Regions from separate parts of the Sus scrofa genome. Here region 2 is linked to region 1. The links are chromatin contacts, called in public HiChIP or PLAC-seq maps. All regions are on one chromosome and are shown on one strand. Each heading gives the region's core, a stretch centred on a gene start, on an enhancer-like site or on the middle of the called end of the contact. The rest is flanking DNA. Distances are from core to core; before and after follow the strand shown. Region 1 overlaps LOC110255633 (a long non-coding RNA gene). Region 2 overlaps DUSP10 (dual specificity protein phosphatase 10).

The links. HiChIP or PLAC-seq counts read pairs in DNA pulled down with a chosen protein or histone mark.
Region 2: an H3K27ac HiChIP or PLAC-seq map of skeletal muscle shows a contact between it and region 1. The contact joins two enhancer-like sites. A contact is called at or near these places in 3 of 47 Hi-C or Micro-C datasets (embryonic fibroblasts, psoas muscle and skeletal muscle) and 1 of 2 datasets of contacts at active chromatin or transcription factors (skeletal muscle).

The regions. Positions count from the first base shown.
Region 1 is chr10:10,738,299-10,743,420 of Sscrofa11.1, forward strand. All of the region lies in intron 1 of LOC110255633 (a long non-coding RNA gene), which reads left to right. Among named protein-coding and RNA genes, the nearest start is that of DUSP10, 160 kb to the right of the region's middle. Within about 2 kb of position 2,968, at least 4 of the 83 cell types and tissues checked have an H3K27ac peak or open chromatin away from gene starts, as enhancers often do. A contact at or near this core is called in skeletal muscle, where this site is marked.
Region 2 is chr10:10,882,007-10,887,128 of Sscrofa11.1, forward strand. The region is part of intron 2 of DUSP10 (dual specificity protein phosphatase 10); the gene reads right to left. Among named protein-coding and RNA genes, the nearest start is that of DUSP10, 21 kb to the right of the region's middle. Within about 2 kb of position 2,240, at least 9 of the 83 cell types and tissues checked have an H3K27ac peak or open chromatin away from gene starts, as enhancers often do. A contact at or near this core is called in skeletal muscle, where this site is marked.

The sequences.
Region 1 (5,122 bases), core at 1,718-4,217:
CTTCATTACAATAAAAAAAAAAAAAGATGTACAAGGCAGTAACCAAAATATATTTCCTACAGTAATGGAAGGGAACCTCGGCTGCTTCTGTGGACCTTCTCAGACAAGTAGATAGAAGAGGAAGAAAGTGTTTGCTTGACTTGTGCACGTTAATGTGGGCATCGGAGCATTAAGTGCTGCTCCATCAAACACAAACTCTACTTCATCTCAGGTTTCACTGCACTCATTTCTGCACATAGGTAAGATGAACAGAGGACAGAGGCAAGCACCAATTCCTTGCACTGTGCAGAGTTGCAGGCTGCAGTCCTTGGAGACAGATGTCTGATAAGCATAATGACAGAACAGACATACGGATAAATTAGATAAAAATCTTTTCCTTAAATTTTAGTACTCAGCAAACACAAGAAAAATCACAAGAGGAGTTCCCATCGTGGCGCAGTGGTTAATGAATCCGACTAGGAACCATGAGGTTGTGGGTTCAATCCCTGGCCTTGCTCAGTGGGTTAAGGATCTGGCGTTGCCCTGAGCTGTGGTGTAGGTTGCAAACGCAGCTCAGATCCCATGTTGCTGTGGCTCTGGCGTAGGCCGGAGGCTACAGCTCTGATTAGACCCCTAGCCTGGGAACCTCCATATGCCGCGGGAGTGGCCCTAGAAAAGGCAAAAAGACACACACACACAAAAGAAAGAAAGGAAGGAAGGAAGGAAGGAAGACAAGACAAGAAAGAAAGAAAGAAAGAAAGAAAGAAAGAAAGAAAGAAAGAAAGAAAGAAAGAAAGAAAGAAAATAAATCACAAGAATAGGAGCTCTCGTCATGGCTCAGTGGTTAACGAACCCAACTAGTGTTCATGAGGATGCCAGTTCGATCCCTGGCCTCGCTCAGTGCGTTAAGGATCTGGCATTGTGGTGAGCTGGGGTGTAGGTCAAAGAGGCAGCTTGGATCTGGCATTGCTGTGGCTGTGGCGTAGGCCAGCAGCTGCAGCTCCGATTGGACCCTTAGTCTGGGAACCTCCGTATGCCTCAGGTGCGGCCCCAAAAAGACCCAAAAAAAGGAAAGTCACAAGAATAATTAAAGAACTCTCACTGAAGGGCTGGAGTTGCTGAGATCAGGAGGAGTCCTTGACATGTACCCCTTCCCTGGAGGTGGGTCTCAGAGACTAAATCCAATTTGAATGTGGGGGGACGCGGACAGTGTTCTCCCGGCCAAGCGATCTGAACGAGAGCAGGGAAGGAAAAGGAGCCACAGGCCGCACGTACGGCGAGCATGCGCAGTTCAGCTTGGTTGCGGCAAGGGTGTGGACAACAGGTTATCAAAGCTACCCACTGCCGAGCTCTCCCTCTGAGCTAACCGCTGGGTGTGGGCTGGCTCTGTTAACTTCTTTGAGCTTTACAGCTCTGCAACAGATGACATCACACTCATTTGACAAAACAGTAGAAGCCCACTGAAGAGTTCAGGCAAGAAAAGCTGCCCATTTGGAGCTGTGATCCTGGAAAATGACTCTGGCATCTGTGAGTAAGATGGAGTGTCCTGGAGGAAAACAGGAAGAGAGACCCTGTCCGTTGTTGAGGTTGTGGCAACTGACCCAGTGACATCCAGGGGAGGGCTGACCTGCCGAGGGACGATGGAGAAGAGAGGGTGCTCGAAGGGCGTTGCAGAGGTCAGGTCTAGAGAGTTAGTAAGCTGACTGCATGGGAACATAAAAAACAATAATAATGATGCTGAAGTTGCAACCCAGGATGGCCGTGAAGATGCCAGAGGGAGAATGGGAGGGAGGGCCTTGGAAGGACCAGGGATGGATCTGGTTGGCGCTAGGTTTGGAGAACAGCCCGGGTAGGGCTCCAGGAGATGATGCGAAGTGGGAGGCTGGCAACCCAGAGACAGACGCTGGTGAGCAGAGATGTCTTAAGAGTTAACAGTAGACCCGTAGCTGGATGTCTTCATAAAACCGAACACTCTGTAGAGCTGCGTCGAAGAGACATGACACGACGACGAAACCCCCAGATTCTGATGTTCCAAGGTTATCGAAAATGTATTATCATTCAGTCCTTTAGCTTAAAACTGTGTTTGGTGAAGTGTGATTAAACAAAAATAGCTTCATGGAGTTCCCTTTGTGGCTCAGCAGTAATGAACCCCACTTTTATGCACGAAGACACAGGCTGGATCCCTGGCCTCGCTCAGTAGGTTAAGGAACCAGCGTTGCTGTGGCTGTGGTGCAGGCCCAAAGCTGCTGCTCAGATTTGACCCCTAGCCTGGGAACCTCCATACACCATGGGTGCTGCCCAGAAAAAAAAAAAAAAGACAAAAAAATAGCTTCATCTGGAGTTCCTGTCATGGCGCAGTGGTTAACGAATCCGACTAGAAACCATGAGGTTTCAGGTTCGGTCCCTGGCCTTGCTCCTTGGGTTGAGGATCTGGCGTTGTCATGAGCTGTGGTGTAGGTCGCTGACAAGGCTCGGATCCTGTGTTGCTGTGGCTCTGGTGTTGGCCGTCGGCTACAACTCTGATTAGATCCCCAGCCTGGGAACCTCCATGTGCCGCGGGAGCGGCCCTAGGAAAGGCAAAAAAAAAAGACCAAAAAAAAACCCCAGCTTCGTCATATTAATTTTGTTTTGGGGGGAATTTTTTTTTAGAGAAATTGTGTGTGGGGGGGGTGTTGTGTGTGTGTGTGTGTGTGTGGTTTTTCCTAACAACAACGTAGAATAAAAGCAGATTTCATGATGTATCTTCAGAATTGGAGAGCTGGTAGCATTTTTTCCAAATCCCCAAGTAAATGACTTCCTTTTGAATCTAAAGCATAAATCATGATTGTACTTTCTTTCTGGGGCTTCTGCCTCTTGTCAAATTAACAGCTTTCGAAAGAAACGCATATTTTCAGCTGGCCCGCGGTTGAAGCTAACATTTCTACCCCACACTGTTCTCAGACATCTGACTTAGGGTGGATGGAGGGAGGCCAGGCTTTCAGAACCTGCTGCGTGTGGCCGGGTCCCCTTCCTCTGGCCCCAAACAGTTCAGTCGCTCTACCTCGCAGGGGCCGCCTTCGGCTAATGAATCCTTAGCTCCAAGTTTTCCCTCCTTCTAATGAGTGCTAATAAAATGCATTTACCTCTGCTAATGCAACAAAAACTCAGCATTATTTCATTGTATCTACTTAACAAGAACCTCGTTTAATATCGAATTACGTCCTGCTCAGCCAAAGCATTATACCGGGGGATGGGGGGCTGTAACAGGAAAGTATCAAATGCTCTGAGGGACATGCCTTCTTAATATGCCCTGCAGTCTTACGTGATGGCTGAATTCATTTAGCCAAGCTGGTCTGATCCTTCTGCCAACTGTTTGGTAAAATTTACCGCAATGCTAGGCAACCAGTCCCACCACACAGGCTAGAAATATAGTATTGCTTTTCCTGGGACCAAGCTATTAACAGTTGTTTGGGGAGAGGCCACAGGCCACGGGGCAGATACTGTTACAAAAAGGAAGAAGTTTCGGAGGTGCTTCATTTTAGAAAATAGTTACAGCAAATCCAATTTTTATTAATGCATTTTCCCCTAATTGTTTATGGTCTAATTGCAGAAGAATTCATATTTATTTCAGATTTATCTTCGGTGAATGGTGACACCCAATCTCCTATTTGTCTTTGCCGTGAACTCCTCTGCCTTCTTTTTGTTTGTTTGTTTGTTTTTATCTTTATGTGTTTTTAGGGCCACATCCATGGGATATGGAGGTTCCCAGGCTATGGGTCTAATTGGAGCTACAGCCGCCAGCCTACATCACAGCTCACAGCAACAACAGATCCTTAACCCAATGAGCGAGGCCAGGGATTGAACCCGCAACCTCATGGTTCCTGGTCGGGTTCGTTAACCACTGAGCCACAACGGGAACTCCTCTGCCTTCTTTTTTGAAGCAGCCCCTCACTCAGGTAACTATCAGTAACAAATACCTGCTGGAAGTTTTCCATTTAAAGAAGCATGTGGTAATTTGACTAATCATTGCTGGAGCCAATTACCTGTCAATTAGAAAGAAGAGCTGTTATTTTCACTATCCTCAGCAGATTTTGTGACCTGGAATATTCCTGGTCCTCCTGTCACCCGAAAGGTCACATTTAGAGAGGTTTTCCTCTGCATTGTTTCTTAAGGTACAGGATTCTATCACTTGGATGGTTTGCTTATTAAGAAGCGGGAGATACCCTTCTTTTGAGTCTTTGAAGAAAGACTTTTCCGTGGGCTTAACAAGATAAAAGACGTCGAAGAGAGGAAGAGCTTCCGTCCATTTCATTAATATTTATTCAGAAGACTCTACTGTTCTCTATAGAGGAACGGAGTCCACACATTGCTGAGGAAAATGAGTGTAAAAGAGAACAGTTACCTCTTGAGACCTTGTAACCGGTCACCCAACAAGAAAATAGGGGAAGCAGCAGGAACCCATGCAAGATTTACCTGGGGGGCATCAGCTAGCATCCTGAAGACCCCAAAGTCATTGTTGCTCAGTTTCTAACAAGCGGCTTGGGTCAGAATTTACATTCTGGCAAACTACCAAGTATAGTCTCCTATTCTCCCTCGATCCCACTCCTCTTGGGTGGATGGAGTAAAGAGGGACCTCTGAGCATCCCTGCATCCCTGCATCCCTGCATCCCTGCATCCCTGCATCCCTGCAGGCAGGGACGATTCAGGGGATGACTGCCGGCATCAAGTGGCTTCTATAGCATCTCTCTTGGCATCTCAGAAGAGATGGTGGGTATTTCTACCCAAAGGGGAAGTAGGCCTTTGTTCAAAAGCGCCTCTGGATGAGACAGACACCACCACTTTTTTGTAGCTTCTCATTATAAATTTAGTGGGTTTTTTCTTTTTTCTTCTTCCAAACTCTAGTTTCTGACCAGAATATAAAATAAGTTTGAAAATATAAATGACTTCTGAGGATAGCATGAAATAAACCAGAAATAAAGAGTCAATGGCTGGTTCTAGGGGATAAGGAATATTAATGTGAAAATTCACCCTAGGTGATCGAGTTTTCTCTTATTGGGAGACTCTGGTTGTAGACTGTTTGTTTGTTTATGGACAATGTTAAGTAATTTTACATCGCATATATGGATTCCTGAGTATTGATAGAAAAAAAAAGTCTCAGCAGCTT
Region 2 (5,122 bases), core at 990-3,489, 140 kb after region 1:
TTCGGTGCCTGGGTGCCATGAGGGGGGACTGATTCGATTGGGGTTCGGAGAAAAAAAGCTCTCTGGGCATGGGAGGGAGGGAGGTTTGGAGAAGTGGTGGAAGAGGGGGCCCCCGAGGACAGGCGAGGCAGAAAGAGCCACAGCAGGGCAAAGTGGGGACACCACTGAGATTGGGATGGCTCAAAGGGACAGTGACAGTGCGGAGGCAGAATGAGCGGAAGACGGGGCCCAGAGGAGGAAAGGAAACTGCAGAGGGTCTCTTAGGCCATTTAGCAGCTGGGTTTTACTCTAAATTCAGTGGGACGCTCCTGCATGGGCAGGAGCCTATAACACTTGATCGATATGAGTTTGAAAAGCATAAGGAGAGGAGTTCCTATCGTGACTCAGCAGTAATGAAGCATACTAGTATCCATGAGGATGCGGGTTTGATCCCTGGCCTCGCTCACTGGGTTAATGATCCTGCCTTGCTGCAAGCTGTGGTTTACGTCACAGACGTGGCTCAGATCGGGTGTTGCTGTGGCTGTGCTATAGGCTGGCAGTTGCAGCTCTGATTGGACCCCTAGCATTGGAACTTCCATATGCTGCAGGTGTGGCCCTAAAAAGACAAAAAAATAATAAAATAAAATAAGGAGAGAACGAGAGAGCCAGAAAAAAGTTACTTTATCAGAGGGTGTGATTTACCTATATTCCCCAACCTGGATGAAATTCATACCCTTTCTTGTGCAGAATTCATGTTTTGCACCTGCTATGGGACTGAATTCACATGCTGAAACCCTAACCCCTAAGGTATTTGGGGATGGGGGCCTTTGGAAGATGATTAGGTTTAATGAGGTCAGCAGGGTGGGGTCCTCACACTGAGGGTTAGTGCCCTCATAGGATGAGACACGGGAGAGCTTGGTCTCTCTCTCCCCGTCTCCTACTAAGCAAGAAGGTGGCCATCTGCAAGCCTGGAAGAGCACACCAGAACCTGTGCACCCAGCACGGTGACCTTGGACTTCCAGCCTCCAGAACACTGCGAAAATAAATGTTTGCTCTTGAAGCCACCCAGATCATGGTGGTTTGTTACAGCAGCCCCAACATACAAACAGGGAACCACTTTTAATACCCAGGCTAGCTTACTTGGTAGAAATACAAATTATAATTCTTACATTTGAAGAACCACACCAAACCTGTGGACTGCCTGAGAATCTGACCCTTGGGAGCCAACCCAACCTGATACCATGTCTGAAAGTCAAGCCAGAAATGGACCCGAGGTCAAGATGTGTTGGTGCCTAAAGGATGGGCATGCTCATAAGGGGCAAGCCCACAGAATCTTCCCAAACCTTCGTTTCACGAGCCAGCTGCAAGCCCAGGAGCCCCCTTCGTCCCAAAGACACAGGCCTCTTCATCAGTTACACCCTCCCTGCAGCATCTCCCTGGGGGGAAGAACAGCTTAGCTAGAGAATGTCTGGGTTTGGGGGCAGCCACTCAATACCATGTTAGGGTTGCAGCTCCTGTCTTCACCAAAAAGCTCAATACCAGGCAATCCATCAAGGAGGATTAAGGGAGGGGAGAAGAATCCATGAGATCATACTGGAAGGCTGGAGAGGGGAGCCTTTACCAGGAGAGTGCCATAAAACATGAAGCCATATGCCCCCCAAGGGCTCAAGCCAAGCTCTGCATGACTGTTTAATTCCGTGAAGAGAGGGAGAACATTCTTTGCTTTGCGGTGCCGGAGTTTAAATAGTGAAGCATTTTGCTAAACCAACAAACAGAGGAAAGCCAGGAAAGCCAGTCACTAAACAGGCCCCCTGAACAAAAGGAACACTCTTGCCTAATCATCCACCTCCCCCAAGGACCGACATTTATCTTAGACCCCAAATTAAACACATCACAACTTCACAGCAAAAGTATGTTTCCCAAGGGGATTTAAGTAGAGTCCAATTAAATAAATCTCTAGAAATATCAAGAGCAAGCCTCAAGAGAGAGCATATTTCTACCGTGAAACATTCCCATTGGAAATTACGTGCACAGAGGTCATCTGGAAACATCCATGGCAGGAGGAGGGGAGGGAGGGCAGGAAGCAGGGCAGGGTTATGGAAGGGTAGCCCAGATGGTCCCTGTACTGCACTGGCGCAGGGAAGCTCCCAGCAAAAACGGCATGTGCCTCCCGCCCACTGTGAATGAAAGCCCCATGTCCAAACAAACAGCTTTCATGACGATGTGTTTTAGTATCATCTGGAGGTCAAAGGGCGGTAGCTTAGGGAATTCAGGAAGTGGCAGGGGACAGGATCAAGTGTCAACATCAAAATGTGGATTGTTTTCCTGAATCAGAGTTTTCTGTTCACAAAAGGCACAGCAACACCTCCTCAAGTCACCGAGCGGAATTCTGTATTTGGCAAGAACATTCAGCAAGTCTGAGCATCAAGACTACACGGCCAGAAAGAGCAGGCGTGAACACTGCCCCACATAGAGATTTACCTGTCCAGCCCAGCCCCACGGTCAGACCCTCGAGGGATGGCTGAGATTGGAAAGGCCAGCCTGAAGCCAGGGGAGGCCTCTGCGCGCTGACAGATACACGTTTGTATCAAGTGAAAAGCGATCAAGCGATCGTGTCCCCAGAAATGTACCACCTTCTGGGATGAAGGGGAAGAAAAATCCACCAAGAGGCCAGTCGGGCTTGGAGTAGGTAGGCTTGGATCATAGCTTGTCAATGTGGACTTGAGGCTAAGTGGCAGGCCAGCCAAGCAACGGGTCAGTTCAACCTGGGACATGCGGAACGGGAGAGGTGACCTGGGATGAACCCCACGTCTGGCACAGTCAGATCTCCCAGCCACATCCCCTGGAAGCTATGCCTAACGTTGCTCAGGGGGCTGGAAGTCCTGACAGCAAGGACTCTGGGGACATAGCCCTACGGCCTGCACCGAGGTCCTACTGGGGACTGGTTTTGTGACCTCTCTTGCCACTTCTAGAAAATCAGGGGTTTGGATCTTCTGTGAATTTCTCCAGCTCCAGCAGGATGTGAATAAATTGTATATTGATGGACAGTGGAGAAGAAGAGCCCCTGTCCTAGGCCATGAGAGGCCAGGACCTGCCTCCCACCTCAGGGCCTTTGCACATGCTGTTCCCTTTTCGTGCAACCCCCTTCCCTACATCTTCACTAGGTGATTCAGACCTCAGCTCAAACAGGGTCCTCTCAGGAGGCTCTTCCGCAGTGTCCAAGGATAGCGACCCTGCTACTGCTCTTTAATTAATAGTGTGAAATTTTAGTTTCACGATCACTTATCAAAAACCACTTGTTACCTCCTTCATTTGTTTAGTGTTATTGTTAACATATGGACCCCAAGAAAGCCAGGCGATTCTCCGTCTTGGAGGAAGCGCAGCATCACTGCCCTGGGGCTCGGCTGGCCTCCGCCCCTTCCAGCCCGCTGATCTCGGCCACGTCCTCGCCTCCTGCACCCTAGCTTCCTCATGTGCAAAATAGGGCCAATAGCAGTACCAAGAGGCGCCCAGAGTCACTGCCAGGACTTAATAAGTTATGAACAGAACAGTTATGAACAGAAATGATAAGTAGTCACCACTCAGCACCTAGAGCTAGGCCTGGCTCGTACAGCAGGCACTCGATAAATGTTTCAAGGTTAAATCAACTTGGGAAGGACGTGACAAAGGGCCACCAGTCAGGTGTAAAGTATGTATTGTGTGTCGCTCAGCATAAGCCTAGGAATTTGGAAGTGTTAAAAAAATTGTTTAAATATATATAGTCTCTGAAGATAAATCTAATGGGAGAGGAGTTCCTGTTGTGGCTCAGCAGTAAGGAACCTGACGAGTATCTACAAGGATGCAGGTTCGAGCCCTGGCCTCACTCCGTGCGTTCAGGATGCAGCATTGCCACGAGCTGCAGCATAGTTTGCAGATGCAGCTCTGATCTGGTGTTGCTGTGGCTGCAGTAAACGTGGGCAGCTGCAGCTCTGATTCAGACCCTGGCCTGAGAACTTCTATATGCTGTGGGTGTGGCCCTAAAAAGAAAAAAAAAAAATCTAATGAGAGAAAAGGGTTGAAAGATCATTAAAGGAAACTTAACCAAAAACACCTGAAAGGATGTCATTCTGCTGTGACTCATGCAGGGCAGGTGCAGGGCCTGCCAGGAGAGTTTAGCAGGAAGGCTCCGAAATCTTGTCACTGCTGAGGCTGGAAAGGCTCATGGAGAAGAGGCAGCCTGCAGGAGTGACAGGCTTAAATGTGACAAACAGCCATGCCCGGCAGCGAGACCTGGGGTCCAAAACAATTCACACGTGGGGACCTTAACCCTTTCTCCACCTCCACGCCTCCTTCTAAGACACCCTATGTAAGAAGGGATGGAGAGACCCACGAAGGAGAAGAGGATGCTCAAGAGGGAGCACGAGCCTGAGGGAGTCAGGGAACAGGAGGAGGGACCCCCCTTGCCCTCAGGTGTCCATTTCTATACACATTTATTAAGCACCAAATCGGGCTGAGGGCACAGTACTGAGGGTACTGCCCCGGCCAGCTGGCCCGCCCTGGAACACGGCGAGACAGCTGATGGATGATTCCAGCAGCATGTTCACCTCCCCTGGATGAAGGCGTGGAAGGCAGGGCCTAAACTCAGGAATTCTGGGTTCCTCACTCACTAACTCTTAAGTACCCTAAGTTACTTAACTCTGAGACCATTTGAAAACACAATCATAAGGGAGTTTCCTTTGTGGCTCAGTGGTGACAAACCTAGCCAGTATCCTTGAGGACACAGGTTTGATCCCTGGCCTCGCTCAGTGGGTCGGGAATCTGGTGTTGCCATGAGCTGTGGTGAAGGTCGCAGATGCGGCTCAGATCTGGCGTTGCTGTGGCTGTGGTGTAGGCCAGCAGCTGCAGCTCCAATTTGACCCCAAGCCTGGGAATGTCCACATGCTGCAGGTGCAGCCCTAAACAGACCAAAGAGAAAAAGAAAAGAAAGAAACTGAGCAGTTCTGCAGAGCAAGCCTGGCAGAGCAGCGGTACACAAAGTGCCCAGAGCCAGCCCAGCTGGGTAGAAATCAAGCCATGGCAAGCGTTTCGAGCGTCTTCTCTGATTCCAGGACACTTTGCATCTCATTCCCGGTTTTCACTGGTAAAGGCATTTCCCCTGCATGAA